Linked DNA regions of Rattus norvegicus: region 2 is linked to region 1. Evidence: chromatin contacts called from public Hi-C data. All regions are on one chromosome and are shown on one strand. The core of a region is the stretch at or near the end of the contact, and the rest is flanking DNA. Distances in the headings are between cores, read along the strand shown. Region 1 has its middle 110 kb from the start of Spred2. Region 2 overlaps Spred2 (sprouty-related, EVH1 domain containing 2).

Evidence for each region. A called contact is a pair of places that touch in the nucleus more often than the background predicts.
Region 2: a contact with region 1 is called in a Hi-C map of mammary epithelial cells, with 3 times the contacts expected there. The contact joins two enhancer-like sites. A contact is called at or near these places in 5 of 12 Hi-C or Micro-C datasets (the A7r5 cell line, the Rat2 cell line, frontal cortex and 2 more).

What each region holds. Positions count from the first base shown.
Region 1 is chr14:98,235,462-98,238,330 of GRCr8, reverse strand. No RefSeq gene overlaps it. Among named protein-coding and RNA genes, the nearest start is that of Spred2, 110 kb to the left of the region's middle. Within about 2 kb of position 1,615, at least 8 of the 93 cell types and tissues checked have an H3K27ac peak or open chromatin away from gene starts, as enhancers often do.
Region 2 is chr14:98,420,662-98,423,447 of GRCr8, reverse strand. All of the region lies in intron 1 of Spred2 (sprouty-related, EVH1 domain containing 2), which reads right to left. Among named protein-coding and RNA genes, the nearest start is that of Trnap-agg79, 41 kb to the left of the region's middle. Within about 2 kb of position 1,492, at least 5 of the 93 cell types and tissues checked have an H3K27ac peak or open chromatin away from gene starts, as enhancers often do.

The DNA of each region.
Region 1 (2,869 bases), core at 366-2,865:
GGCTTCCAGGCTCTGATACATACGTAATGAGTTAGAGGTCAGCCTGAACTAGGTGAGACTGTCTCAAAAGCTAAAAACAAGGGCTGGAGAGATAGCTTTAGTGGTTTTTCAGTGACTGCTTTTTCTGAGGACCCAGGTTCAAATTCTAGCACCCACATAGCAGCTTATAACTGTCTGTAACTCCAAGATCTGACACTCTCACACAGACACGCATGGAGGGAAAGCACCAACATACATAAAATAAAGGTAAATACAAATTTTAAAAAGAGAAAAAAAACTGGGCTGGAGAGATGGCTCAGTGGTTAAGAGTACCCGACTGCTCTTCCAGAGGTCCTGAGTTCAATTCCCAGCAACCACATGGTGGCTCACAAACATCTGTAAGGAGACCCGATGCCCTCTTCTGGTGTGTCTGAAGACAGCTACAGTGTACTTATATATAATAAATGAATAAATAAATCTTTAAAAAAAAAAAAGAGAAAAAAACTAAAAACAAACCAAGCATCGTCGCCAACAACCTCGCCCCCAACACACACACACACACACACACACACACACACACACACACACACCAGAAAACCAAGACAGCAAAGATCTGAAAGTCTTCTCATGTTTGCCAAAGTTCTACTGTGTTAAAACATGTTGCCAAAAATCCCAGGGTCCTCCAGAATCTTTGTTCACTAGAATTCTGCAAATACTGGGTTTTTGCGTTTGAGAGCCAGCGCCACAAGACAGGCGTGCTGGCTCCCTCTCGTGGACATCAGGGAGAAGACACGGGAAGAAAAGTGTAAACTCCCGAAGCTGAACTTTACAGACCCAAGCAATGTGGTCTGTACAGCAGAGTCTGAGGAAGTGTCGCATTTTGCCGGATAAGGTAAAAAGTCCACTGGAGGGTGGTTGTAAGATGCATAACCAACGGAATGTGCAGGTAAGGAACCAACAAGCATCAGCCACTTGTTCAGCTCAACCACAGTAAACGTTCCTGTGAGGGGACATTCCGAAAACCAAACCCCATAGGGATCTTTCTTCTCCCTCTGTCGTCTCACAATTGGAAGATGCAAAGGCCAGGGCCAGAGTTCCCCGGACCGGGGATCCCCAGTAGAGCCTGGCCCCACCTTAGAATCCCGGGGTTGCCAGAGCAGGGCCATGGGACCCCGTGGTGTCTCGGGCTCATTTCCTGTCAGGTGTTCATTCCACTTAAGCCATCCACCAGCCCCAGAGGGTTTCCAGGCCTCTCTCTGCCAAATCGAAGTGGCTGTGTACTCAGGGACATTGGTTGCGGCTTCAGGCCTTTTCTCTCAGATGCTTGAGGCCCACGGAGCTGTGCTCTGCAGGACTAGTGATGACGTCACCAGAGAGGTGCAGCGTGTTTTTGTCTGTTTGTCTGTTTTTTGCTCACCCATCTGACATTCTCTTTTGTGGTCTCTAGGTTGTTTTTGTTTTAGTTTTCTTTGCAATACCTGGTCTCAAGTAGTCCAGGGTGGTCTCAAACTGGGTGGGTAGTTGAAGATGACCTTGACCTGACCCTACTACCTGTAGCTTTTGAGTGCTGGATTTACGGGTGTGTGCTACGACTGGGTCATGCTCCTTTGTTTTGACGGTAAAGAGGCAGAACCATTTCTAAATACTGGGACAGCTCCTGATGGCCACACTCGTGAGTCTCGGAGGTCCAACTGCCTCCCGTAGTGTGGGAGTCACTTAATCCAGAAAGCTCCTCTTGAGTCGGTCCCCCAGGCACCATGAAGTACCTCTGCCTTGGTTCTGCTAATGCTCTGTGGGAGATGAGACTTTCTAGAGGAAGTGGTACTGTGAGTATGCAGAACGCTCTAGTTCACTGTGAGCAGAGGCCACCCTGCCTGTGTGTTACACCCTGGAGGATGATCAGTCCTTCCCAGCACACTGGTCCAACGGGGAAGGGGGACCTGTGCTCCCCGGTGATGCTTTGGGTATGTCAATCCAGAATGCCTTCTTCCTGAGGCTGTAGGCGCCTTTCCCAGCTTCTCCCTCCCTAAATGCCACCATGGTGCTGGCCTGCGAGCCTCCAGGCAGAGGAGGGCGCTCCTTCGGGGTGGGCGGATGCCAGTGTTGGATCATGCGCACACAGGCGGAGAGGTGCATGAATGCCGGAGAGAAGGAGGTGGCTGAGAGGAGGGCGTTTAGGGGCTAAGCTCCGTGGGCAGGGGAATGGGGAATGAGGAGGTGTGGAGGAAGCCAGATGACCGGCAGGCAGGTTTGAGCAGGTGGAGGGAGAGGCCCTGCTGGAGACTGACTGGCCACCTTTGAAGAAGCTGATACCTGGAGGTCAACTCAGAAACCTCTAGCCTGCAGCCACCTGGAGTCACGTTTTGTTTTTTTACCATTTCATTGGCTCACTTGAGCTCCCGGCCTCCATGTGGCAGCTGTGTCTTGGATCCCCTGCTTGACCCTGGGGCTTCAGAGAAAGCTTCCCACATGATGAAATTCTGGGCTGAGTTTCAAGAATGAGAAAGGACAGTCTAGGGAAATACTGCATCCTTCTTAGATGTGGGCAGGAAGGACCCTGTCTGTATGCAGAGGGCAGAGGGCAGAGGGCAGAGGGCAGAGGGCAGAGGGCAGACGGCAGACGGCAGAGGGCAGACGGCGTTCTGCTTGCTCCTCTTGGATGTCTGCAGAACAGCGAGCAGGTGGGCGTATCCCAGGCCCGCTCTGCATCTGCCCGCCCACAGTTGTCAGTGAAGCCCGGGAGCTTGAGGACTGGTGCCTTGAGTGAGAATGGTGAGAAGGAAGGACAGTAGTTGCAAACGTCATGTGGTCATCAGAGAGACCCTGAGTGTTCAGAGCCCTGCAGCTCCTAACATTACAAGGGACATCCCGTGCCAGCAATTTCAGTGGA
Region 2 (2,786 bases), core at 243-2,742, 190 kb before region 1:
GCTCCTTGTTCCCAGGCTGCAGACTGTGTGCTCTGCACTCTCAGGCCTATAGCCTTCCAACTTGATTACTCCTACCAAGTGCCTTCCTTCACGGGAGGGCAGGGAGGTAGGGGCTTAAAAGCAGACATGAGCATGCATGACGTCTGGGTATTCATCTGTAATGTCAGGAGCCAACTACTTCCTATCTGTGGCCCACCAAGGTTCCTTGGCCACCCCACACACTGAGCAGGCTTCTACAGTCAACCAGCTGCTCAAAATCCAACAGTACAGAGGGAACTCCCTGACCTTTCTCCTTCCCTTCTTTGTAAAACTAATTCAACAGTGAGTGGTGAGGGGTTTATTATTCAGGGCTGTGCAATAGGAAGGTAAAGGACAGGTCCACTTAAAAATTCTCTCTCTCTCTCTCTCTCTCTCTCTCTCCCTCCCTCTCTCTCTCCTATTTAAAAAAAATCAAACAAAACAAAACAAAACCTCCCCAAACTAGCAAACTTTGGATGTGGCCCCGACATCAACTGAATGAAGCCCAGGTCAGAATGTGAACTAACCTGAAGAGCCAATGTCATTACCAATAAATGACATTAGGTGACAACCACTTGAGCCAAACTGGCTGGACTGGGGACCTTTTCATTTAAATGTGCTTTCTTCAAGGAAAAGCACTTTTTGGTCCCTAACATGGCTGACTAATTTGTCCTATAACCACTCAAAATCAAAAGGAGGCAGGTAAGATCCTACGGCAGGGTCAGAATGCTGGGACTTCCTTTTCCTTAATGCGTAACCTGAATGAAGGGTCACAGGTTACACATGCAGGTTACACATGAAGATGTATTTGCACGTGCATACAGGTAGACGTAATCGCACGGAAAGTAATTCCAAAACTGCGGTGACATTTTCATTCAACTCGAAGCAGGCCGCATCCCAGAAGTAAACCGAGGAACTGAGGGAAGCTGTGGAGAGCCTCCATGTTCCCCATCTTATGGAGGATGTGTGCTCCTGACTGCCCTGCTCAGCCCTGGCCCACCTCCTCGGCTGCCGAGAACATTTCATTGTGATTTTCATTTTCTTTACAAAAGGAAGGCAGAGTCTACCCTGAAGTAAGGCACGATGAAGGCCACTTGTCAGAGACTCTGTGGCTTGTTTTTGCTGGCAGGCTGACTTTAATACCAAAGGTGTGTCCCTAAACCACAGCACTCCTGCACCCTGAAGAGTAAGTCTGCAGAGGGAAGGCTCTGCCGGCTGCCAGGCACCTGAGGGGACAGCGTAGTGGGTGCAGCCTCAGCAGCAGACAAGGTCATAAAACCCGGGATGGATGGCGCTGCAGGCTCACCTGCAGAGGAAAGGGTTCTGTCTGCCATCTGTGACTCTCTGCCTCCCTCCCCCACCTCCTTCAGGGAGGGAGCCAATTTCATAGCACCATAAATCCTTCCCAGCACACCCCACGGCTGGCGGGCGGCTCTTATCGGATCACATGGCTTCTTTATCTCTCCATCATGCCTAACGTCGGGTTTGCTTCCTTCCAGGCTCTCCACCACTCCACCAGACCTAGAGAGGGATTAGCTAGGTCCCAGGTCCTCTTGCTTGAATTCCTGCTTCCTGAGCTTCTCCTGGAGCTCAGCACACACTCGCTTCATTTTACTCACGCACCCGTGCCCCAGGCCTCTTGGTGCCTACAGGTTTATAAAGGTGCTTAGATTTCACCAAATTGCCCATATATGTGTGTGCTGTGTTCTGCGCCTAGCGAGCTCTGTAAAATCAACCATCGACATGCCATGGCAAGGTCAAACATGTTGAGAAGCCGAAGGTGCTGGTCACAGTCCACTCCTGTCGCTTTTTCAAGCGCTCCTCTTGAGCCACAATTACTTAAAACGTCATAAACGATGACTGCCTTGGTTTAAAAATAAATCATGTATTCTGAACTCGATGGGCTAGAACAGTTACCCGTGTGGTTTTCTGAATGGTAGTTATGGGGTATTCTGCGGCATCCAAGGGAGAGAACATTTGCTCTGCATGCTTAAATGCATAGGAAATAAGGCTTTCGGAGTCATTCCTTTAAGTGGGTACTACATGTCTGGTTGGTAGCTCATTATGGAAAACAGCTTTAACGAAAACCTCCTGTTGGATAGAAGATTTAGTTGCAAAGACACCATTTCTGGCAGGGGGCCCCCGTCTGGGAGGGCAGTTGTCACTCTTCTCTCAGAAGCTGCTGTGAAGCATTCGGGTCCCTTTCTCAACACTAACCCTTTGGCTTCACAAGAAAAATGGTGTTCCGAATGCCGGCAGATCACTTCAGAAAAAGGCTTGCCCGGAGATATTTCTGATCAGTGAGGCCGACCACAAAAAGGAACTCAAGAGTCATCTATGAAATTGCCCTTCCCCGGTGTCTGGGAATAAAAGGTCTGTGCACTTGAGCGGCCCAGTCTTTCAGCTGGGACTCAGTGCCGAGGCACAGAGCCATTCTGAGAAAAAGCAGGCCTCTTGCCCACTTCACTGCGTCCATCCCTCGGTTTCCAACCCCACTCCTGGTAACGGGTGCCTTGCAGAGCTTCTGACTCACCACCGTACGGTTCTACCACAAGGCTGACAGCTTTTATCCTCAGTGTCTTTCTTATTTAATCATACAGGGTAAGTTTTCAGAAATAGAGCCCCCAAATATAAAATGGCATCTAAAATATGGTAACAAATATAAAGCGGAATCTAAAATACCAAGAACTCTGACTTTCACCCAAGCAATTAGGCCAAGAGGTCCTGCTTACACTGTAGGAACCCCACCCCCCTCTGGGGTGCAGAGT